Regions from separate parts of the Rattus norvegicus genome. Here region 2 is linked to region 1. The links are chromatin contacts, called in public Hi-C maps. All regions are on one chromosome and are shown on one strand. The core of a region is the stretch at or near the end of the contact, and the rest is flanking DNA. Distances in the headings are between cores, read along the strand shown. Region 1 overlaps Pard3 (par-3 family cell polarity regulator). Region 2 overlaps Pard3 (par-3 family cell polarity regulator).

The links. Hi-C and Micro-C count contacts between places; a contact is called where the count stands out from the background.
Region 2: a contact with region 1 is called in a Hi-C map of liver, with 2.8 times the contacts expected there. The contact joins two enhancer-like sites. A contact is called at or near these places in 7 of 12 Hi-C or Micro-C datasets (the Rat2 cell line, Schwann cells, kidney and 3 more).

The regions. Positions count from the first base shown.
Region 1 is chr19:72,051,161-72,057,511 of GRCr8, reverse strand. All of the region lies in intron 1 of Pard3 (par-3 family cell polarity regulator), which reads right to left. Among named protein-coding and RNA genes, the nearest start is that of Pard3, 77 kb to the right of the region's middle. Within about 2 kb of position 3,026, at least 3 of the 93 cell types and tissues checked have an H3K27ac peak or open chromatin away from gene starts, as enhancers often do. A contact at or near this core is called in liver, where this site is marked.
Region 2 is chr19:72,099,695-72,106,045 of GRCr8, reverse strand. All of the region lies in intron 2 of Pard3 (par-3 family cell polarity regulator), which reads right to left. Among named protein-coding and RNA genes, the nearest start is that of Pard3, 130 kb to the right of the region's middle. Within about 2 kb of position 2,560, at least 3 of the 93 cell types and tissues checked have an H3K27ac peak or open chromatin away from gene starts, as enhancers often do. A contact at or near this core is called in liver, where this site is marked.

The DNA.
Region 1 (6,351 bases), core at 1,777-4,276:
AGGGAGAAAATCTGACTCAGAACCTGAGGACTGGTGAGAGGGTGCAGGTTGGAAGGAAAGAGCTGACTCCTGCTGCCAATCCCTCTGGTTGGCACACGCTAATGTTGAGCATACATGTGTGTGTGTGCATGCAACTAGCAGTTAAAAAGGCAAAGTGGACAGTGATAAAAGTCAACCTTCAGACACACACCACACACACACACACACACACACACACAAACACACACACACTCGACTTTCCAACCCATGCTTGCTTTAAACAGCTTGCCCATCCCCCCACCCCCCATTCTCTTGCCTATTTCCCTCCACTCCTCCGACACCTCATCTTACTGGAGAAGTCTTTTCTTTGCAGTACTGAAGTAGAGCCCAGACCCCAGCAGACAGATAAGAATTCTACCACTCAGCTCCGTTCTGATTTTGTTGACTCTTGCTCCTTTAAGATGCTCCTGTATTTCTAAATCTGTCAGAAAAAAAGAATTCTAAGTCTTCTAATGACTTCGTCTAAACTTTTCAGTAAAGTACTGAATTATAAGTAACCGCCTATCCTGTCCCTGATCCCAATCAAATATTCAAACAACCTGATTGCCACTTCGGTAAGCAGGGTGCACACACCCAAAAAGAAAAAAATTTCAAAGATGCAGAAACGTCAATAAGATGTTTACTAATCAAATGGGTCGGTTTTCATAAAGCAAGGATCTTAATATTTGGCACGTGACATGGATTTGCACATTTATTATGTGTAATTTCAAGACAAAAGATGGAAAGGAGCACTGTCAATGGGCTACCTCCCACAAGCAATCCCACACACTCTGTCAGGAGAGTTCTGTGTCAACCTGACACAAGCCAGAGTCATCTCAGAGGAGGAGCCTCTGTAAGACTGTAGCTAAACCTGTAGGACGTTTTCTTAATTAGTGATTGGCGGGGGAGGGCCCAGCCTATTATAGTTGGGGTCACCCTGGGTTCTAAAAGAAGCTGGCTGAGCAAGCCATAGGGAGCAAGCTAGTAGAGAGAAGTAGCACTCTTCTGTGGCCTCTGCATCAGCTCCTGCCCGAGGGTTCCTGCTCTGTCTGAGTTTCTGTCCTTGATTTCCTTCAGTGACACTGAAGCCTAAGCCATATAAACCCTTTCCTCCCCAAGTTGCTCTAGTCATGGTGTCTCATCACAGCAACGGTAACCCTAGCCCTAACCAGCAGACACATCCCGCAGTCTACTGGATGCTGTGGGCCAAAGAACAAAGCAAGACTAAGGAGACAACACCCAAGCCAGGCATGGCAATTTCTGTTTTGTGAGCTTCACAGGTTCTCAGGCATGAAAATGGACGCCTAGGAGCTAAATGTAAGGACAGTCAGAGGAAACGCTTCACGGCCATTTCCCTAGTTTTCACTCAGAGAAATGCAGCAGTACCTAATTTGCATAGGCGCAAGAAGGGTTCAATGAACCCAATAGTTTAAAGTAGTTTAAAATGGGGGAAATGGCTAGCACACCCCTGTCCTCGCAGTATGCAGGAAGCTGAGGTAGGAGAATAATGAGTTAAGAGTCCAGCCTGAGAGTAAGACCCAGTCTCAGGAAAAAGATGATAGATGGTTAGGCTACCTGAAAGAAAGAAAGAAAGAAAGAAAGAGAGAGAGAGAGAGAGAGAGAGAGAGAGAAAGGTAGGTATTGTGATTATCTGTGCAATTCAACTATGAGATGCAAGCTTCAAAAACTAAAGTATTTCAAATAGCTCTGGGCCTCTAGTCACTGCTCAGAAACCTGAGCCAAGATCATCAAAGGGGGACTTAGGCTTCTCAGCCATGTGAACCTGTTTTATGCTGTGAAATCTTTTGAGAAGACTTAAATATTCAATGTCAATCTGTCTTTAAAGACACCGAGGAATCCTCAGATCTATCAGCTTAACCAGAAGTTATCAGTTAGTTAATCAGTAGCTACCAGTTAGTTAACCAGTAGTTACCTGCCAGGGCAACCCAGACACACTAAGGGAGGTATACAGTTGGGGCCAACAGGATGACAGGTTTCCCATGACTGAGAAACAAAAGTTACTGTGCAAACAAGCGATGTCGCCACAGCTCCTGAAACAGCATTTATTTACCTGACTGGCTGATGTGACTAATTCTGCTGTCTTGGGCTAACACTTGGAGGGGTCAGTGGGGAGCCCACACTCCCCCATAACAGGAAAAGGTGGTATCTATGTATCAATTTCTAAAGATAGGAATGAGTTTGAGTCCTTGCAGCTTTAAAGTTCTCTGTGGATAATCAATGGATCGCTCACGATTTCTGCCTAAAATATGTTCCGGTCGTCCACAGAAGCCATGCCATTTCCTAAAGCTCTCTGCTGTGGCTATTTTTTGACCCACATTAGAGCAAACAGAGGCAATGATATCTGAAAACTCAGCCTTGCATCTCACAGTTTACTATGCTGGCATCACGGCCTTACATTTCCCTCCCTGAGGACAGACTTCCAAGGCTTCTGTAACTGCGCAGTCTCAGAGGCCTCAAGGGCCTCTTTCCCTGCCTGTCCGCAGACCTCCCTTTTCAGCATCTGCTCTGTCGGTAACAAACTTAGTAGGTTTGGACAGCAAAAATCCCTCAGCTATGGCTCCACCTGTCCAGTAAGGAACTGATGCAAAATCACTAATGTTGGGGGTCTAAATCTCGGCTCGCTTCCCAGACAGAACACACCAAGCTAACATGTTTCCACGTGGGGAGGTTTAACGAGAGAAGAGTAGAAGAGAGGAGGAACAAAGGCCAGCCATGAGCATGTGGAGGGAAGGCGGGGAAGGGGAGAGAAGGGACAAAGGGGAAGAGCAGGGAAGAGAAGAGAGCAAAGAGCAAGAGAGAGCAAGAGGGGGTCAAGCAGCCCCTTATATAGTGTCAGGCACAACCGGCTGTTGCCAGGCAACTGTGGGGCGGAGCATACCTTGCTGTTGCCAGGCAACTGTGGGGCGGAGCATACCTGGCTGCTGCTAGGTACATGTGGGGGTGGAGCTTAGATAGAATACCAACAGCTAACATGCTTGCCCTTTGGCCCGCAAAAAATTCAGCCAACTTGAGCCAGGGAGGCAACTCAGTCAAAAAGGTGCTGTGCCTGGCCAGCGGGGGGCGGAACTTCAATTCCCCAGGACTCTTAAGACCAAGGATAGTAGCACCCACTTGCCATCCTGCTATGGGGGAGATGGGGACAGGTGGATCCCTAGGGCTGGCCGGCAGCCACCCAAGCCTACATGGTTATCTCCATAAGCCAGAGAAATCCCGTCTCAGAAAACCAAAATGGACAACCTGAAAGAGAACATCCAAGAGACATCCACATACCTACCCATGCTCATGAACATGTATGATGCGCGCACACACACACACACACACACACACACACACACACACACTTACTTCCCCATACCATTTTATGCAGTGTAGTGGGTGAATCTGTCATGGAAAGACTCTCCTTGGCACAAGGGCCGCAGGCACACACGCCTACGGGCACCTCAGAAGCCACTGGAGCAGGCAGGAAAGGAGAAGCCTGGTTCTGTGTGACAGTGTGAAAGTCATTCCTTTCTAACACCCTCTCTGTGGCCAGGGCATGCCTGGCCAGACCCCAGTGGGTCATTCCTTTATAACCAGGCACACACGGAGGCATAGAGCGACTCCCTTGGACTTTTGAAATGGCTGGCATTCACTGAGCTGATGCAAGTCTGAACACAAGTCAATAGGCAGATGGGTTCGTTTGAAAAAATATATATATATATGATCCAAGTTTATAAACAGATGATTTATGAGCACTTTGAAGTCCTTAAGATTTTTCTTTCTGTCCTTGCCTCACCTCTCTCTGCTCTAAATCCTATATGCTGATGCCAGAATAAAATCCTGCCAGTGCTGTTCACGTATCCTTCAGTTTGAGGATAAGATGTGGGGTGCTCTCGGCCTCTCCTCCTGGGCTGGCACGTGGTCTAACTCCATCCTCAGGGAGAGGGGGAGGGAAGAAGGGAGGAGGGGAGACAGAGAGAGGGAGGGAGAGGGAGGGAGGAAGGGAACTTACAATTAATAAAATAGCCTTTTAGAAAACACTTCCAGCTGGTTGTGGTAGCACATGCCTGTAGGATTTGCTGAAGGAAGTGGAGGCAGGAGGATCATCATGAGTTTGGGGTCAGCCTGGACTACACATTTAGAGAACACTGCCAAAGATGGCAGCCAACCAAATTACATAGCGAGTGCTTCAAGGTGGGCCAGGTGATTCACTGGATAAGGACAGTTGTCACACAAGCATGACAACTTCTGAACTTCTGTGTGTGCCATGAGATGCACACAGGCAGGCACGCAGGCACACACACACACTCACACACTCACATACACATATTCACATACACATACTCACATAAACACACTCACATACACACACTCACATACACACTCACACACACTCACATACACACACTCACATATACACACACATACACATACACTCACATACACACAATCACATACACACACACACACTCACACACACACACCAGCATATATACTCACAGTGAAATACACAACTCTGACATACAGAATCATTTGTAAGCTTCATCCAAATAAAAAGATGAACTCACTAGTGGCCAGCTCTCCCACATAGGGAACGTCCAGGTTGCAGAGACAGAGCAAACCCTGTTCTGCCCTGATCCCGTCCTAACTGATGAGCCACGAAAGCAAACGGCAGCCGCTGCACAGCGCTCACACTAAGGGCCATGGAGTGCCTGCCTCCTTTAACTCCGTATCGATGCTGCCACTGCATTCCTGAACTTTCCCTGCTCATCCCCCAGAAGCAGAAATAAAAAGATCCATATGTTCGCTGAGGATATAAATTATCTAGATAACGTGTTGTGTTTAACACAGCATCGGGAGTTTTATGCCAGGAAATTATCCTTACAGAGAAATCCTTAAAGTCCTACAGTCACCCGACATCTCTGAAGACATAAAAACCAAGAAAGAGTGAGGCTGTGGAAATCTGAAATATCTTAAATGCAAGATGGAATCTAAGCATTCCAACACACTCTGAGTTGTGAGGTTGAAATCCCCCCCCCCAGGTTTGCACTTAACTGAAGACTCATTAAAGGAAGTTACACCCTGCAAATTGATTTAACCGTTTGAGATGAGAAGACCTACCCCAACTCTGAGCCACCTTCTGTTGGCAACCCTCTTAAAAAGACAAGAAAGGAAGGAAGCATTTTACCCTCACTCTAGCTGACAAGTTCATCCATCCCGCTGGAGAGGCTTTCTTTTTGCCTACATTAGAGCCTACTTCTTCAGGATTCTCACACGGCCTGAAGACCAGCTGAGACATTCACCCTCCTGGGTGGAACAAATACCAGATTCTTGGCCTTTCTGTCTGGAGACAGCCATTGTTGGACTAGCCAGACCACAGTCCAAGAAGCCACTCTAATAAATCCCCTCTTGATACACATACACACACACACACACACACACACACACACACACACACACACACACACACACTACAGAGTCATTCTCTCCGTTCTGTTCCTCTAGAGAACCTGACTAAAACAATTCCTGGGAGAAAAACGTGAGGATAAAATGGCATTTGCGTGATGCTGATGAAGACGACACCCAGAAACTGCATGCACGTACACAGACTAGACTTTCGGCAAATTAAAGCAGACTTCCATCATTTTTTGAGTTGCCCAAACCTTATGAGCGAATTTACAATTTGAGGAAGAAACCAGGTGAGTTTCCTCCTTCCACGGGCTATAAACGCCTCTCTGTTCACTTGCCTCATGGCTTCTCACTCATGGCTTAATTAGAGTTAGCCAGGCTCAGGAGGAAGTTCCAGAGAACTCTCCGCCCATTCCTTTGCCATCACTCCAACCCCCACCGCACCCCACCCCACCCCACCCCTGCCCCAAGCACCTAAAACACAGACTCCAGCAGCAAGCCTCCCTGGCTCCTGGCCAGAGACAGGGCTCTGTGCCTAATCCAATCCCTTTTCTGACTAGAATTAGAAGCAAAAACAGTCCCACACACATCCAGACATTCTCTCCACAGAATAAAGTTATGAGTCAGTAATGCACATCTTATGAAAAATCTCTCGACGTGTTTCATATTGGAAAATTTGGGAATTAGTCCTTGGTAGCCAGTGGGTAAAAGAACTCAGAGAGATTAGAAGTTTCCTGAACTCGAACTACATAATAATAAAACTGCAACCTGCTAAAATTTATGGATTGCAGCTAAAACCTGACAAGGAACCTGCAGCTTTAAATGCCGACACCAGGACCATGAAGACATGAGAACAATTACCTAAGTGTGCCTGAGGCACTTAAAGAAGAATGCCATAGGAAGTCAAAGGGAAGAAATAATAAA
Region 2 (6,351 bases), core at 1,311-3,810, 49 kb before region 1:
ACAAAGTTTAAAGAGGGTAACAAAGTTGTTTGCTTGTGTTCAGATTCCTCCCTTGCTTTGTATTTTGCAACATTTTACTGTGGGGGTAGGGAGGGATGACATTAAACCAAAGTAGTTAATAAAACCCCTTCAGTCCTGAGAACTCAGCCACGAGAAGCACCCATCACTGGTGTAAGCAGGACATGGACCCACAGCGCAAAGAATGGCAACCTCTCCATGAACAAGGCTACTGAGAAATGGAAACTGTATGTGAACAGTTAGAAGACCTAAAACCACAAAAACCAAGTAACACTTGTTCCCTAGGTAACACTCATCCTTGGTTTTTCATCTTTGTTACTGGACTGCTACTGAGGAGGGAGCACAATTAGCTAAACATTTTTGATGGCTGTAATGAAATCCAGGTACACGATAAATGGACTGCTCTCCCATGAAAGACTTAAAAAAACAAAAACACTGTGCTTCTTTACTGAAACCTTACCCTTAAGCTCCAAATAATTCCCCAACTACTTTCAAATTTAAATCCTAGATTTTCCTCTTGCCCCCTGGGCACTCACTGTTCTGTGCTGCAGCGTGCTCTAACGTGCCTAACAACAGCAACGTCACAGAGTACCCTATCTCACCCCAGCAGTCCCTGTTACCACTTCACATTTCAGAGAACACTCTGGCAGGGAGGTCATCTGTGTGAGGACTCTTCTGTCCTGTGATTTTTTTTTTTCCACGTGTGAGCACGTGCTTGCTGTTTAGGTGAGAGTTGCTCACTGGCTTTGTAACTACTCTCTCTGGTGTAGATCTGGCCCCTCTTCAGTTCCCACCCCACCCCCTCGGTCCTCTCAGGTCATGGGCCCACACCACCTGCCCCTGGGTATTTGTTTTTTTAGAAATATGAAAATATCTACTTTTGTTTTTAGCAAAAAAACCCAAAACCCAAAAACTTTCTAAATAACTTTTGTCTTTTCTCTCCTGCCAGTAGAACTAAAGTCGGTCTCTTTCCACATGAATGCAAACTTTCTCTCTCTGCTCTGAGCTACACCACCAATTCCACCACTTCTTCGCCTTCACCAGCAATAACAATTTCACAAGGAGAACTTAAAACTTTTTTCTCTTCTGCATGTAAGAATCATACTGAAGAACAATCCATTATTCATCCTTTCCTAGAGTAAACTTGCATGGCCAAGGAGTCCCTACACAAGAAGTAGCAATTTGGACACTGCATCCCTTTAGAGTGACAACTTGTCTTTTTCATCACGGCTACACCTCAAGTCTGGGAGACGTGTGGTAGGTATCAGTGGGCATCGACTGACAGGAAAAATGTAGAGAACATAAGGAAAGAGACTGTGAGAGTCTGTCAGGCGAAGCTTTAGCAAGTTCAGCAGCCTTACAAATATTCCCTAAGCCTGGAGTTATTCTGCAGTCTACCACATAAAACAGGAACGGCCGTGAAAATGGAAACTTTGAAAGATGTTTTCCCTTTGAGTGCACAGGAGCAGACTTCTACCTGACACAAAATCAAACTGCTGCCAGAGCTCACATTCCCAAAAGCTCCTTGTAGCCCTAATTACTTGTGATTTCCAGCTGCCGTGAAAAGGTGAGGGGCTTTGCTTGCTGTCTTCTAGTGACTATTAATGGTTGACAAGAGCTATTCGAGAGAAATCCTGGGATGAGTGAGCTGGGGCAAGCAACCCGCAAAGGACTGTGCAGAAGGCAGACACTGTGGTGGAATATAGCTGCTGCCTCCATAGCCTATATTAAAATTTCCAAGAATGATGTCGAGGAGCAGGGTCACAGGGGTCCCTACAGTTTCAGGATACGTGCAGACATGCATCAATTCCAGAGAGAAACACAATATGTAATTCTCACATAAATACTCAAAAAATATGTGTTTATCAACAGAAAAACTTTCCTCATCCCAGGGTCACCATGAGCCTGTGCACAGGTTATGAGGACTGCGTCTGACTTAAACAGACTGAAGGTTGGTGTTTTATCATCTTCAAACACATATGCAGCCATCATAACAGCTATGACAATTTTAAGTCAGCTTCAAAGACATTCTTGAAAGAAAATCCACCAACCCTCATGAATGTTTGATAGCTTATTTTTTAATATTGATGTAATCGGAGTTACTCCCCTCACCAAGAGCTATAGTGTACGTTGGGGATGCTGCTAGGTGTCTTTGATAAGACTCCCGTGACATTACACAATCCAAACAAGATACAAAAATATGGAAATAGTGCCTTTCCACAGGTGACACTGTAACAGACACCCAACTGTTTCAGATGGCCTATCCTTTAACACTTCCTGGCTAGGTCAGAATTCCTACCGCTCCTTGGACAGTAGCCAGGGTAAACGTATAGCCACTGACAAGTCCTCCAAAAACAGGAAAGCAACGTCATCAGCTTTAAATATGCCAACGGAGCTGCAAAGGCTGAGAGGGATGGCACAGTTCAGCAGACTTCAGGACTTCAAAGGATTCACAGCTGCCGACAAACCGCTATCCAGGCAGCCAGGGCTGGCTTGACTTTGCACAAATATTTACTCTTATTGCACTTCAGTCACACAGCTAATAGGCTCCAGCTATCTCCAGAGGTCTGGGGCAGGATACCGCAGCACTCCACTGCAGGCTGGGGGAGAAACAGAAAGGACACTGTCTTTCTAGTTGGCTTGATGATTAGAGATGGCATAGCAAACTCTTGAGACTTAAAGAGTTCAGTTTTGGAAACTCTTCTGCTAGCCAGCTCAGTATGCTACCACCACTTAGGTCAGAAGATGGAAAAATGTCTATGTGTGCATAGACAGACAGACAGATTGGAGTGGCTATTCCTGGTTGTCAACTTGACTATATCTGGAATGAACTATAATCCAGAATTGGAAGGTTCACCTTTGATCCTGATCTTGAGGCTGGGAGATACAAGTTTCTGACCTGGATCTTGCTATGGAGATCTTGAGGCAAAGTGGCTATGAATCCCAGGAGCTCTGAGTTCAAGGTCATCTGGGACAAAACAAGTCCCAGACCCAGGCACGGTGGGACACACCTTTAATCTGGGACACACCTTCTGCTGGAGACTTACATAAGGACATTGGAAGAAGGAAGCGTCTCTCTCTTTTTTGCCCGCCTGCCTGCCTCGTGAGACCAAGCCACTACTAGATCCTTGGACTTCCATTCACAGCTGCTGCTGACCATTGTTGGGGAGTTGGACTACAGACGTAAGTCATCAACCAATTCTCTTACTATATAGAGACTACCCATAAGTTCTGTTACTCTAGAGAACCCTGACTAAGACATGGATGGATGCATGCATGTACACACAGACAGACAGACAGATGGATACACACACACACACACACACACACACACACACACACACACACAAAGGGAGGAGGCAAAAAGCAAGCATACTTTGACCACACTTCAGCAGCGGGTGCACTGAGTGGCTAAGCGGCTGCAATCACCATCCAGTCTGCATGGGGGAAGTTCTATGTCCGCCCACGTGCAGAGAAACATGGCACCTACAGACTACATGGAGACACACTCCTCATCTGCCCTCCATGGAACTAGGCAAATGGCAAAAATCAATGCAGTAACACTTTCCACATAGTCTTTCTTTCGGTCCAAGGAAAGAAGGAACCTTACCTACTGCTGGCCTCTTTCCCTTAATACTGAGCACCCTTGAGTCTCCTTCCTAAAAGGGACTCAAGCCAGCTGTTTCTCTGCCTTTCACAAGTTAGTCAAGGTGTTACCTCCTGAGTCAAAGGTGACTACACACAGGGAGGGCATAAAGGGAATCTGGGCATGGTGGTATAAAGCTATAACCTTAGCGCTTGGGAAAATGAAGCAGGAGGTCCAACCCTTACCCTAAAACAAACAAACCGAGAGCAGGAACTGAAGAAGTCTGGAGCCACCACAGTGGTGCTAAGTGACCACTGGGACCACCAACCTAGTCCTCAAGGGACCTGGGAGTTCTCCTCAGCCAACCTAATGTGACAACAGTCTTCAAGACGCTAACAAAACCCCCTAGCGTAGATGACTCCCAAATCCTTCTCGGCACACAGCTGCTCCACAAACCAAAGTGCCACTTGGTTCTCCTTAAGTAGAACGGGGACACCTGTGCAGTTCCAGGGCTAACACACAGCTCTAATCTAGGACCTGAGACACCATGAAGCAGCCCTTGTCCTGTGCAGAGCCACCATGTTCCCAGGAGAGGGGAACCTTAGCACTAAGTCACACTGAGCACGTGCTGGGGGGGCCCCACCCGAGGCTGGCTGTGCAAAGGTCTGAGTGTGTACTAAGGAGAGGCCTGGCTATCACTGAAGCTGTACCACGTTCATGTCCTTAGGCCCATCACATTCTGGATTTGGAAGCACCAGGCAAAGCTACTAATTGACCACCTCCCTCATCCAGGCATCTCGGAACCCCCCCCCAAAAAAAACCCCATTATCCCTGTTGTTCTTCCCAACCCTTCCTTGTCAGTCTTGCACTTCTCAGTGTAGTTGTGTGATCAAAACAGTGGGATCAAAACCAAGGCAGAGAGGCTTCCGGCAGACACCCCCACAATAACCTACCCTTCCCACACTGCTCCCAGAAGCTGTTCGATGACCTCACTCAAATGGGCCAAGGAGATGATGCCCCTGTGGGTGCTCACGGGTTCCCAAACAGCATCAAATGAACATCCATATCCGGGGTAAGGGGAGTAAGTCAGTCCAGGCCTAAGTACCGCCCCACCTACAGTGATGGGTCAAACTCCTCAACCACACAGAGGAGCTTGCACAAGCTCGAGAGCAGATTTGTCTGGGAAACTGTTTAAAAGCTGTCGGCTAAAGGAGGTGGCGGTGGTGAGGTGCGGGTGTGATGGCTAAAGACTTGCTAGGGTGGGCTCTGAGGAGAGGATAATGAGGGGAAAGGTGCCTAGGGCTGGAATAGGCTGCTTAATTTTGGAGAGTACAAAGTATGCTCCAAGTGTGGGGGCAGAATCTCATAAGCATCAGTGTGACCGGACAGCGATGAGTCCCAGGAGCTTCCACCCCAATACTCAATAATGACTTCCTCGATTCCCCAGAGATCGGTAGTCATCACCGGAAAGGACTGAACTCCTTTCTCTCTTTAGACAAAAACTCCTTGTCTTAGTCATGGTTTTTATTCCTGAGCAAAACATCATGCCCAGGAAGCAGGTTGGGGAGGGTTTATTCAGCTTACACTTCCACATGGCTGTTCATCACCAAAGGAAGTCAGGACTGGAACTCAAACAGGGCAGGAGGCAGGAGCTAAGGCAGAGGCCATGGAGGGATGCTACATACTGCATTGCTCCCCCTGACTTGCTCAGCTTGCTTTCTTATAGAACCCAAGCCTCCCAGTCCAGGGATGGCACCACCCATAATGGGCTGGGTGCCCCCTCCCCTTGATCACTCATTGAGAAAATGCCTTACAGCTGGGTCTCCTGGAGGTATTTTCTCAAGGGGGGTTCCTTTCTCTGTGATAACTTCAGTTTGTGTTAAGTTGATAAAGCCAGCCAGTACACTCCTTAGGAACTAGCAGCTCCCACAATGAACTCTGGAAGGAGTAAGCACAGCCTCGAGGGCCTAGCCATGTCCAAGCGCTGACACTCTTCGAAGAAAGAGGAAGGTACTTAGATTGGGCAAAGGAGAATGCACAGAGATGCTTGGCGTCTGGCTAGGCTGCCCCACAGGACACTGAGAAAGCCATAGTGTGTCCACAGCATTTGGCCAAAACACAGATTCTGCCACCTCTGACCCTAATGACTGTCAGATGCAACTTCAGGGCAAAATTAAGACTCCAGGAAGAGGCAGTGCATGGTGTGCCGGCATGAGCACTGGTCACAGGGGGATGGTCATACGCTGTGCCCCAGTAACACAAGACATGAGCTCAAAAGACAATCTACAGGAACATATTTTTCTCAACCAACTTAAATAAGGGTTCAACCTCCCCTCAAGCTCACCACCCATCAGAGGTAGTGAAAAAGAAGGATTATTAGGAAGCTGATCTGTTTAGTAATAGTTCTTTGGGGGAGATTCCAATCTGTGTGGTTCTCAGCCCAGCCCACTAGCAAACTCCAAACACGAACCAGCAACTGCAGCTCAGTCTACTTGGCATTCCCCACACAAAAATCAGCAAGGGTGGTTCAACCCAGAAGAAACCATTAAGTCTTGCCAAATACGTGGAAGCAGCAAGAAGCCACAGGAACCTTACGAGAAGTTCTTTGGTGAGCATTTTTCTCTGCAAAGCCACCACAAGTGGAGTTCAGCAATGCAAGGCAAGGCAAACCAATACACGCGTGTCATCAATGCTAGTGAGGCGAAGCAAAGCAAACCAAACCAATGCTTGAGTCCCCCACTGTCTGC